Regions from separate parts of the Mus musculus genome. Here all the other regions are linked to region 2. The links are chromatin contacts, called in public Hi-C and HiChIP or PLAC-seq maps. All regions are on one chromosome and are shown on one strand. The core of a region is the stretch at or near the end of the contact, and the rest is flanking DNA. Distances in the headings are between cores, read along the strand shown. Region 1 has its middle 17 kb from the start of Gm36481. Region 2 has its middle 10 kb from the start of Gm36223. Region 3 has its middle 4.2 kb from the start of Gm36481.

Evidence for each region. A called contact is a pair of places that touch in the nucleus more often than the background predicts. HiChIP or PLAC-seq counts read pairs in DNA pulled down with a chosen protein or histone mark.
Region 1: an H3K27ac HiChIP or PLAC-seq map of stem cell-derived neural progenitor cells shows a contact between it and region 2, with 3 times the contacts expected there. The contact joins two enhancer-like sites. A contact is called at or near these places in 2 of 484 Hi-C or Micro-C datasets (muscle stem cells and nephron progenitors) and 2 of 115 datasets of contacts at active chromatin or transcription factors (embryonic basal ganglia and stem cell-derived neural progenitor cells).
Region 3: a contact with region 2 is called in a Hi-C map of cortical neurons, with 2.4 times the contacts expected there. The contact joins two enhancer-like sites. A contact is called at or near these places in 2 of 484 Hi-C or Micro-C datasets (cortical neurons and nephron progenitors) and 1 of 115 datasets of contacts at active chromatin or transcription factors (embryonic basal ganglia).

Annotation. Positions count from the first base shown.
Region 1 is chr5:111,722,495-111,726,447 of GRCm38.p6, reverse strand. No RefSeq gene overlaps it. Among named protein-coding and RNA genes, the nearest start is that of Gm36481, 17 kb to the right of the region's middle. Within about 2 kb of position 1,562, at least 65 of the 459 cell types and tissues checked have an H3K27ac peak or open chromatin away from gene starts, as enhancers often do. A contact at or near this core is called in embryonic basal ganglia and stem cell-derived neural progenitor cells, where this site is marked.
Region 2 is chr5:111,517,802-111,521,693 of GRCm38.p6, reverse strand. No RefSeq gene overlaps it. Among named protein-coding and RNA genes, the nearest start is that of Gm36223, 10 kb to the right of the region's middle. Within about 2 kb of position 1,998, at least 50 of the 459 cell types and tissues checked have an H3K27ac peak or open chromatin away from gene starts, as enhancers often do. A contact at or near this core is called in cortical neurons, embryonic basal ganglia and stem cell-derived neural progenitor cells, where this site is marked.
Region 3 is chr5:111,701,672-111,705,302 of GRCm38.p6, reverse strand. No RefSeq gene overlaps it. Among named protein-coding and RNA genes, the nearest start is that of Gm36481, 4.2 kb to the left of the region's middle. Within about 2 kb of position 1,517, at least 19 of the 459 cell types and tissues checked have an H3K27ac peak or open chromatin away from gene starts, as enhancers often do. A contact at or near this core is called in cortical neurons, where this site is marked.

The DNA of each region.
Region 1 (3,953 bases), core at 313-2,812, 210 kb before region 2:
CCCAGCCCCAGCCCAGCCCCAGCCCCAGCCCCAGCCCCAGCCCCAGCCCCAGCCCAGCCCCAGCCCCAGCCCCAGCCCCAGCCCCAGCCCCAGCCCCAGCCCCAGCCCCAGCCCCAGCCCCAGTCCCAGCCCCAGCCCCAGCCCCAGCCCCAGACACCTAGCAGCTGGGGAACCTGAGGATATGATTTTATTTAGAAAAAGGGTCTTTGTGGATGTCATTAGAGGAAAAGGCAGCTTGGGCCAACAGGCAAGAGACACTTGTGTTGCCAGAAATGACAGAGTCCAGGACACCCTCCTTAGAAGTCTCAGGAGAGCAAGGTCCATCCACACCTTTAAACCTTGAGTTCCAGAAATTCGGGAAACACATTCCTGCCTGTGCTGAGGAATTTCCTTATAAAGCCTTAAGACACAAATGCAGAATGACGGCTGACGGATGTGACCTGAGGACTGGGGGACCTAGGAGCCTCCCAGAGTCCCCCTTGGTTGTCGTGTGGCCAATTCCAACAAAGTGGCCTCTGTTGGCTCAAATGAACGGGGCAGAGGAGACAAGGAAGTGAGGATATGAGTGCCCAGATCAACCTCCTGTCTAACCTTAGCGAATGCCATCTCCTCGAGGTCTGGACACAATCGCGCGGGCCCCTGGCAGTCAGTCCTTTTCATCATGTGAGGTCTGCAGCCCTGAGCAACAGACTCATTCAGAGCCTCAAATAGCCTTCAGCTCCCAGAGCCTCCGACTTGCCAAGGCTGCATAGATACAGCCAGACCCTCCACAAGTCCCCTCACCCCACTGCCCAGGTGCTGCCTGGCCAACCTGCTCCTCCTCGGGGCTGCACCCGGGAGCTCACTGCAGACTCTTCATCTTCAAGGAAACAGAAAGCACACTCTTCACCCACTATAACTTCCCAAACAAACTGGATTCCTATAACCATAAAACAAAGCCCAAATGAGCTGGCCCTGGCCCAGGAGGGAAGGCGGGAGGAACCCGGGTGCCGGAGGGGCTGTTAGTTGCCAGGCTGGCTGCACGGATTTCGACACCTCAGCCTTGCAGTCGCTTAATATTCCAATGAGCACCCGAGCAAGGCATTAGGAGCGAAGGAGTGCATGAACGCCCTCAGAGCTGGGGGAATATTACTCACCAGGTCACGGTCGGCTGCATAAAATACAACCCTCATATATCATTATAACTGCCAGCCAGCGACAGTTATAATTGAGACGGCAATAACTAGGAGAGAGTTCTTTAATTTAACATCCAATTATTACAAGTTATCACTTCTTAATAAATGTAATATAACAGACAATCAATGTTGCATGCGACGGCCCAGACTGCAATGGGACGGGAAATTTATATCCTGGGGAAAGAAAAAATATACTGTGTGTAGTGTGCGTGCGTGCGTGCATGCATGCATGTGCGTGCGTGCGTGCATGTGTCTGTGTGAGTGCTTCGGCTTTCTAGTCTGTAGAGCTGTGAGTGTGCCAGCTATCTGGCTATAAATAGCTGGGTTTGCCTAGGCAGCTAGCATCTCCACATTTGCATATGTACAATAGCCCCAGGCCAAGGGAACGGGAAGAATGAGAAAGGGGAAGAGATTTCTTCTCAGGGCTGCAGGCTCCTCAGAGGAGCTGCAAGGGGCAGCAGGGCCCAGCGGGCACAGGGCCCAGGGTGGCAGCTGGGACAATTACTCTGAGCCTTAACCAGGCCGAGCAAGTTTTTTTTTTTTTTTTTTTGGATTTAAATGTTGGGGTTCTTTTTCTGTTGTGTGTTTCTTCTGTTGGCCAGAGAGAAAAGGAGCCCTTTATGAGTGAGCAGCCTGGCACCTCTTTGTATAGTAGAAGCATCGGTGCATCCAGCACCCCCATAAATGAATACAAATGACCGGCACCCTAGGAAGGATCCCATGTCTTGTGGCTAAACTTCCACGGGCTTGTCTTCCACTGGATGGCAAAGCTCTGACTCTTTCCCTTAGACTCCTGTGCCATTGTTGGCCCCCTTGTTATAGAAACATGCTCATTTGTATATCCATCCACATGACTGATTTCACCGGGAATACCTGCCATTCTTGACATCTCCACTCTCCAGTGAGTAGGGTTGCTTTAGTCTGGGGACACTGGACACAGGGTACTGCTGTATGTATTTGGGGACTGTGGGGGCTTCCCCACATTCTTGGTGAATACCAAGAATGAGCCCTGGGGATCACTCAGGGTCCAAACATTTCTGCTTCGGTTCTAACAAATGACTACTTTTGCCAGTTTTCCTATCTATCGGCTGTGTTCCGGTTGCTCTGTTTTCTTTGCCAACATTTGGTGCTGTCAGGTTTATTGGCTTTAGCCACTCCAGGGGGCACACAGTGGGAACCTATGCCAGAGGACACACAGTGGGAACCCATGCCAGAGAACGCACAGTGGGAGCTTGCTGTACTCCATCAGCACTTCCCTGAAAGCTTAGGACATTCCTCACTTTAATTTAATGGCTTTCCCTGTTTGTGTGGCTTCCCTGTTAAAGCGTCTGTTTGTTTAATGGTTTGCGTGTTTTCTATTGGGTCCTCTGTTCTGTTCTCCCTCCCACAACCTTAACCACTCTCCCCTTCCTTTCCCTTCTCTGTTAGGGAAGAGGTGGTTATAAATCTTGATAGAATCTATGGGTTATTTCTTGTTCTATGCAATTCAAAATGGTGATCATCTCAAAGGTGGTCTTGATGATCTCTGTGGAGGAGCAGGAGAGCAAAGGGGATATATTTGGTTCACTGGAACTCACTGCCATGGCCCTGTGTGAGGGGAGCTGCCCATCTCCCTCAGTGTCTACACACCCACCTGTGGTCTGGCTCCTCGATGACCACAGGTGACAGAGCTGAATACAAGAGGTGCCGCTCCCAACCCCAAGGAATACAAATCTCCTAAAGAAAACAGAAGATTCTCAGAGAGCTCGAGATTGAGGCAGACTTCTTAAACAAAATCAAAAGTGCAAGAAGTACATGAATAAGAAACCCAACAACATGCTGGGTTGCTGAAAAGACATTTTGCTTCTTCTTTTTTTGTTTTTTGGTTTTTTGAGACAAGGTTTTCTCTGTGTAGCCCTGGCTGTCCTGGAACTCACTTTGTAGACCAGGCTGGCCTCGAACTCAGAAATCCACCTGCCTCCCGAGGGCTGGGATTAAAGGCATGTGCCACCACGCCCAGCTCAACATTTTGCTTCTTAAAAAGACATTTGTTAAGAGAAACTGACAGGCAGGCAGGTCATTTGATCTGGGTCCCTGGTTCTAAACACTTGTATATGCCCCTTCGTTCAGGACAGGTGACAACACACCAAGATTAACCGTGAAGGAAACCTTTGCAGATATGCCTGGAAGCCCTTCCCCACAAGGGGTTCATGGAAGGAATACAGCATGCTCAAGAAAGCTCTTGCTCCAAGCTGGAGAGGGGCAGGTAGTGTGTGAGGGTCTTGAAAGAGCCACCCCACCCCATGCCTCACCCCATGCTTCCTAGGCTCCATCCTCAGCTCATGGGCTAGCTTGCATCTCTGAAGCATTTCCCCTTTATCTGTAAGCCCTCTGTTTGCAGCTTCATGTCTGGTGCATCTCTTTGTCCTGGGGTCAAGCCTAAGCTTAGGTATGCTCTGAGCTCAGACCCTCTGAGCCTTTCCTATTCTTGATCTGCTTGGGCTCTAGCCTTCGCCTGCTTTCTCTATGGGTTTTCTTGCTATTTCTCCGACAGACACTTAAAGGACATGACTGTCTCCAATCTCCCTGCCAGCCTAGTTCTACAGCTAACCCACCCTGTTTAGACCATTAATAACACTGTCCTCGAACTTCCTTCTGGGACCCATTTTTAAATGCTTTTATTAATGAGTCTTCCAGCCCCAAAGGGAGCCTCAAGGTCCTGGTCAGACCTTATTGTCTCAGCTACTCAGAGAATTTCTCTTTTTAAGATTTATTTTTATTATTTTAAGTGTGTGTGTG
Region 2 (3,892 bases), core at 749-3,248:
TTATTGCACAGGAATCTTTCACATGCAGCACACATGGTACAGAAAAAGCAAGCCAGTCCATCCCAGCTACATATGTGTACATGCATGTGTGGAAGAGAACAGCACATGGCTGCTCACATAGGACAAGAGACCTCACTTGCAACACACACATATACCACATACATTCACACATGTATGCACAAATATAAACAGATACACACATGCAGACACACATACACTCACACATACTTCCACATATATAGACATGCACTTGCATACATATATACATTCACACACATATACATACATATAGTCACATACACTACACTCACACACTCACTTACACATAAATACATACACACTCATGTATACACATATGCATATATATGCTCACACACATACAAATACGCACATACACTTACACACATATATATGCCTACACAAACATATACATACATACACTCATGTACACACATACACACATATACATATACACATATACTTACATAGACACATACTAACCCATGTATACACATACACTTATGTACATACATATACATATATACATACAAACATTTATACATACCAACATATATACACACAAATATATACATATATACATTCACACACATATACTTACACACATATATATATACAAACACACACTCACACTTATAGTACACACTCATGCACACACATATGCATACATATATGTATATACTCACACAAATATATACTTAAACATACATGCACATACACTCATGCACACACATATACATATATACATACACACACATATACACAGACATACATGCACATACACTCACACATACATAGTTACACATACATACACATGCACTCATGCACACACATACACATATATACATACACACATATACACATATATACTCAAACATACACTCATGCACACACATACACATGCACTCATGCATACACATATATACATACAGAAACACATATACACATACATGCATATGAACACACACACACATACTTCTTGTACCATGCTGTCATCTAGAACCTAGAAGAGGAAAGAGTTTTGGTGTGTACTGAAGAGCCAAGATAGAATTCTGAGTGGATCAGAACAGAGACCAAAGAGAGTCATGTAGTCAGAAACAGGGTGCAGGTTTTAATGTGACCACCCCAAGTGACCTCAACAATCTTGCTTACAGAAGGTCTGCTGGAACAGGAATGGTGCCAGGGGCTCCTCAGTGAGCAGTAGTGTGGAAGGAGAGGACAACAAAGCATGGGCCGAAGACTGTCCTTGGGCCTCCATGTCCTCATCTGTAAAATGGGCATAGATGCAAGGCACAAAGGACATCAGGGCTGGGCCAGGTGCTAGACTCATTCCATACAGTGAAATCAGACCAGAGCAAATGGAACCAGCTTCTGGTGGTAGAGTCTACCACCCTGGGAAAACTGAGGCCCAGAGACAGAGGTTAGATGGATACAAGCTGATCTCACAAAGGAGGGAATGGCAGGCAAGCCTTCTGCTTATATTTGACAGCTGTGTCACCCCCACCAGGGGCCCCAACAGACACAAGAAGGGAGCAAGAGGTGAGGGCCACCAATGGGCCTGCAGCATCCACACCCTTAAGCTCCCCACAAGCTCAGGATGCTACTGAGAAATAGCCATGTCCCAGAGGGGGAAACAGAGGCACACATCTCAGTCACCTGCAGAGATCCCAGAGCCAAGTGTGTGACAAGGCTGGGCCTGCAGCCAGTGCTGACACTTCTGGGATCCCTCTGCAGCCGGCCCGGCCCTCTGTCACTAGCTTCCCTAGTGTCCAACTCCAGACAGTGGTGTTTCCTCCCTTCCTGCCCAGATGGTGACTGTCGCTTTGTCCTGAGGGTGTCCTCCTTTTGCTCTGCTTTCTCTGGCTTTCTTTCTTTCTTTCTCTCCCCCAGCCGCAATTGGAAGGACAGAGAAGCAATTCCCTGGATGGCAGGAGCAAACAAAAGGGGCGGCTGTCAGCTAGTCCCAGGGCCCTGCCACCCAGAGCTGGGGATATGGAAATGAGCTGGTGCATATGCAAATGAGACTCCTGGTGATTTGCATGGGGCTGCAGAATAAAGTGGAAGAAGGCGGTGGGAGGCTGTCAAGTTCTGCCAGCCCCTCCGTGGGGCCTCTTCTTGGTACTTGGCCTCTGCAGATAACCTCCCTAGGGACAGCCTCTCTGAATGCTGGTCCTTTACAGTACGAAGGATCTGGGCAGCTGTAGGGCTTCCTCCTTCCTATCTGGGTAAATAAATCGAATTTTCTGTTTATTGCCTCGTTGTGCCAACATGCTGCTGGTTGGGTGTTTTATGAAATGCAGAGAGAAGTCTGAGATGGTGCTTAGTGAAATGGTGGACCATGAGGGACACTCAGAGCAGGTGCTATAGACAGCAAATATACAGAGGAGCCTCCTCCTGCCCAGGCTGAGAATCCAAGGCAGCTTTGATGTGCTCTGGATGATGTGTGTGCAGAGTACTGGGGCAGGGGTGGGGGGAGTCAGGCTCCAAGGGCCCTCTCAGCAGGGCCTGGCTGGGTGGAGGATGGGTAAGGGGATGAAAGAGAAAAATAAATAAGGAAAAGAGCTTGAAGGATGGCTGGATGCATGGGTGCAGAGATGCTCGGATGATCAAACACCATGGCCAAAGCAACATGGGGAGCCAAGGTTTATTTGGCTTAGGCTTCCACATCACTGTTCATCCCCAAAAGCAATAACAGCAGGAACCTGGAGGCAGGAGCTGATGCAGAGGCCATGGAAGGGTGCTGCTTACTGACTTGCTCCTCATGGCTTGCTTATCCTACTTTCTGATAGAACCCAGGACTGCCAGGCCAGGACAATACTGCCCACAAGGCTGAACTCCCAGGGTTTGTCCCAGGCTCTTGACTTGAAAATGGGTCTGGCAATCCCAATCCCAAGGACCTCTCTGCTAGTAGCTCAGCGGAGACAAAGAGGAGCACAGGCTTCCTCAGCACCCTACACAAAGAGCATAAATGCCTAAGTGTGTAAGCTGGCCTTTTCTGTCAGTGAGCCAAGATCATCAGTGAGATGCCCGGAGGCTCACAGGAAAGCATGGATACTTTCTCCTTAGTGAGATAAAATACTTGACAAAGGCAACGTAAAAGAGAAAGGATGTATTTCAACTCACAGGTCCAGAGGGATACAGTGTATTGTCGCAAGGAAGGCCTGGTGGCTGGAACAGGAGGCTGGTTGGTCACATGACATCCACAGTCCAAATACACAGAGAGGAATATTGCTGCTCAACTCCCTCTCTCCATTCCTGTAGTCCAGGACTCCAATCAGGCAAAGGTGGCACCCACAGCGAGTAGATCTTCCCACCTCAGTTAATGTAATTGAGATAATCCCTATAGGCATACCCAGAGGCCCACCTCCCAGGTGATTCTAGATTCTGTTAAACTGGCAACTAGCACTGGCCATCACAGTGGGTGTATAACCCTGGCACAAGATGAAGTTATTATCCACACTGTGTCTACATAGAATATAACATCAGGACACAGCTGCTGCTCCAGCCATGTGCTGAACAGTTTTGTATCAACTTGACATAAAGCTAAAGTGATCTGAGAGGAGAAAGCCTGGAGTAAGAAAATGCATCCGTGAGCCAGCACTTGGGAGGCAGAGACGGTGTACCTCTGTGAGTTCAAGGCCAGCTTGGTCTACAGAGAGAGTTCCAGGAGAGCCAGGGCTACAGGGAGAAACTCTAGGGGAAGGAGAGTGTAGACACAAAACAAAACAAAACAAAACAAAACAAAACAAAACAAAACAAAACCAAACACAAAACCAAACAAACAAAAAATGCCTCCATTAAGATTAGCCTGTAGGCAAGCCTATAGGGAATTTTCTTAATTATTGATTGATGGGGGAGGGCCCAGCCCATTGTG
Region 3 (3,631 bases), core at 268-2,767, 180 kb before region 2:
GTCTCCTGCTTTGTGGGCATACAATGAGAATTGCTATGTGCACATGGGGACCAGATGTAAGCCCCTTGAGACAAAATCTCTGAACTTAAAACTAGGCTGATGTGCAAATCCCTGGAAGCCATGATAAAAAGCCAAGTGTGGCCAAGAGTGTTTGGAACCCCAGTACCATGAGAGGCAGAAGCCAGAGGACCAGAGAGGCTTGCTGGCCATCTGCTCCCCACCCCCTTTTCTGTCTCTGTTTCTCTCTCTGTCTCTCTGATTCTGTTTCTCTTTCTCCATCTCTCTGTCTCTCTGTCTCTGTTTTTCTTTTTCCATCTCTCTGTCTCTCTCTGTTTCTCTATCTCTCTGTGACTCTGTTTCTCTCTGTATGTTTCTCTTTCTCTGTCTCTCTGTCTCTCTGTCTCTCTGTCTCTCTGTGTCTGTCTCTGTCTCTCTGTGTCTGTCTCTCTGTCTCTCTCTGTCTCTGTCTTTCTGTCTCTCTCTCTCTCTCTCTCTCTCTCTCTCTCTCACACACACACACACACACACACACACACACACATACACCACAAAGACATTTCAAAGAAAACTTCATTTTAACCCCAAAGAGTGAATTTCTGCTCCCCAAAGAGCAAATTGCCATGCAGCTTTCCCAGGACAGTGACGATGGCGACAGCCACTAGCTACTGTGCTTTTCATACGCTCGCCTTCTGGGCTCTGTGTCACGTGTCTTATAATTCATCATTAGCTGGCTTCTTCTTGTGATTCGCTTCTTTAGCGTCTTCTCTGAAGTCTCCAGGTTAGCTATTTTCAGAGCCCCGAAGCTGAGCAGTTGAGAGACGGTGTGGAAGCCACTGACTTCTACCTACACACATGATTATTTTACATGCCTCCCTTAGTGTGCAGTCAGCCTCTGTTCCCACAGCAACACACCCTCGGTCGGCTTCATCCAGCACTTTACAGAAGCTATTTTTATTGTATTTATTTATTTATAGGAGGTACACATGACACTGTACATGTGGGGGTCAGAAGACAACTTTGACATTTGATTATCTCTTCCCACCATGTGGGTCCTGGGGATTGAACTCAGGTCAGCAGGATTGGCTGCAGTTGCCTTTACCCCCTGAGCCATCTCTCTGGCCCTCTTCAGACCATTTTCAATGCAGAACCTGTCATCATTCTCCAGACAATGAGGTGCAGCAACTGTCTCCACAGCTGTCATGTTGAAGCAGGGGTCAAAGGTCACATGGGAGTGATTGACATGTGCAGCAGCCTCCTCAGCAAATGCCGCAACACTCCACTGTATGTAAGGGATGGGCATCCCAGATCCTGGTGCCCAGGGAGGTCTGGAGGCAAGCCCTGTGGTTGCTGAGAAGGGACTGAATATGTCATACACTACATCCCATTACACACATTGTATAGAATGTATAATGTAACACAGTGTGCTTGTCATACCACACATTTCCATGTGTGTGACATGCCACGCGGATGTCGCACACGGGAGCCCTGGCAACGGCAGGGAGAGAAAGCAGAATCCGGGTGTGCAGCCCAGCTAGGATCAGGTGTCTTACCATTAATAACTAGGCACAATTATGCAGGAATGTTTCCAAGGCTTTGAACAAACCCTGTTTACCTTCAGCCTTACAGAGCGAGGGGAGGGGCATCCAAGGGAATTTTAATCTTAGACTAGAGACTTATTTTTACCCTAAGATGGCTTGATGAGGGGTGGGTGGGGGCACGATTTAATCAGGAATGTACTTGGCATGCAAGCATGAGAAATGGAGTTCAGGTTTCCAGAACCTACCAAAAAGCCAGGTATGGTGGTACACATTTATAACCCAGTGCTGACGATGGGGAGATGGAAATGCCTGGAGTTCGCTGGTTAGCCTGACTGGTAAGCAAATGACAGACCCCATCTTAAAGGGAGCAAGAAACATCTAGAAAGAGGTCACCTGAGGTAGGTATCCTCAGTCTTATACATGTAGGGGCACATAGGTGTACCTCCTCCAACACACACACACAGACACACACACATACACAGATACACACACATACACAGATACATAGAGAGAGACAGACAGACAGATAGACATAGAGATACACACAGATACACAGAGACAAACAGACAGAGAGACACAGAGAGATACACATTCATACACAGATACATGCATATATACAGATACATGCATACATACATATATACACACAGAGATACACACAGAGAGAGACACAGATACACACATATACACAGATACACACACATACATAGATACACACAGAGATATACCCACACTCAGATACACACACACATACACAGACACAGAGAGATACACACACATATACACAGATACACACAAAGATATACAGATGCAATTACACACAGAAATACACAGATACACACAGACAGACAGACAGTCAGACAGACAGACAGACACCGAGATACACAGACACATACACAGATACACACAGAGAAACATACACACTCAGATATACACACATATACAGATACAGACACATACACAGATGCACACACACATACACAGATACACATAGAGAGAGACAGACACAGAGAGATACACAGATACACACAGAGATACATACACACTCCGACACACACATACACAGATACACACACACAGATACATACACAGTCAGACACACACATACACAGATACACACACATACACAGATACACACAGAAATACATACTCAGATACACACACAAACATACACACACACAGAGATACAGATACACACTTACACACAGAGACAGGCAGACAGACAGACAGACACACACACACACAAAATAGGTTCACTTGGAAGAGACACACAGAGCCAAGTGATGACCATTCCTGCTGTGCACAGATGCTGGGTCCCAGAACATCTGCAGGAGTGAGAGCCGGCGTCCTTTTTATTCACAGTGGGAACCCCGGAGCATATTGCTGCTGACCAGCAGGACTCTGAAAAGCTCTGCCTCACTCAGGCCCCTCCCTGGCATGGAGGGGGCCTGACCCATGTCCTCAACAGCATTTGTGGTACCCTATCCTCTTTCTCTGGGTAACAGGGCCAGGCCTCTAGACCTTTGTCACCGACCACAGAACTAGTAGCCTCTCGGCTGAGCTCGCTCATCCACTCACACTGCTGAGGCCGAAACTAAGTCCTTTCCTCACTTAAGACAGAGGAAGATGCAGAGTCCGTCAGCTTGGAGAGCCACGGAATACTCGGGGACCACAGGACTTTCATAAAAGGCAATTTCTGTAGCTCGCCGCGGGGATAAAAGCGATGGTATTTTTCCTTTCTTTTGCTTTGGAACTTGATGAAATCATGAGATTATCCGATGGGGGGTGGGGGGGAAGATGGGCTCCCCACAGGGGCCGTGCCTCAGGGGCTGCAGGGGCGGGGCCGCAGGGGCGGGGCCGCAGGGGAGGGGCCGCAGGGGCGGGGCCGCAGGGGCGGGGCCGCAGGGGCGGGGCCGCAGGGGCGGGGCCGCGGGCGCCTTACCAGATGAGCCATGCCTGGCAGCCCACTCTGCAGTGTTAGCTGTCCATGGTGTCTATGCTACTGAGGACCATCCTTTCTTTCCCCTCCCCATCAGAGGATCTCCCATGCCGGCCTTAGCTCTTGCTCGAATGATCTCAGGGACACTGGTTCC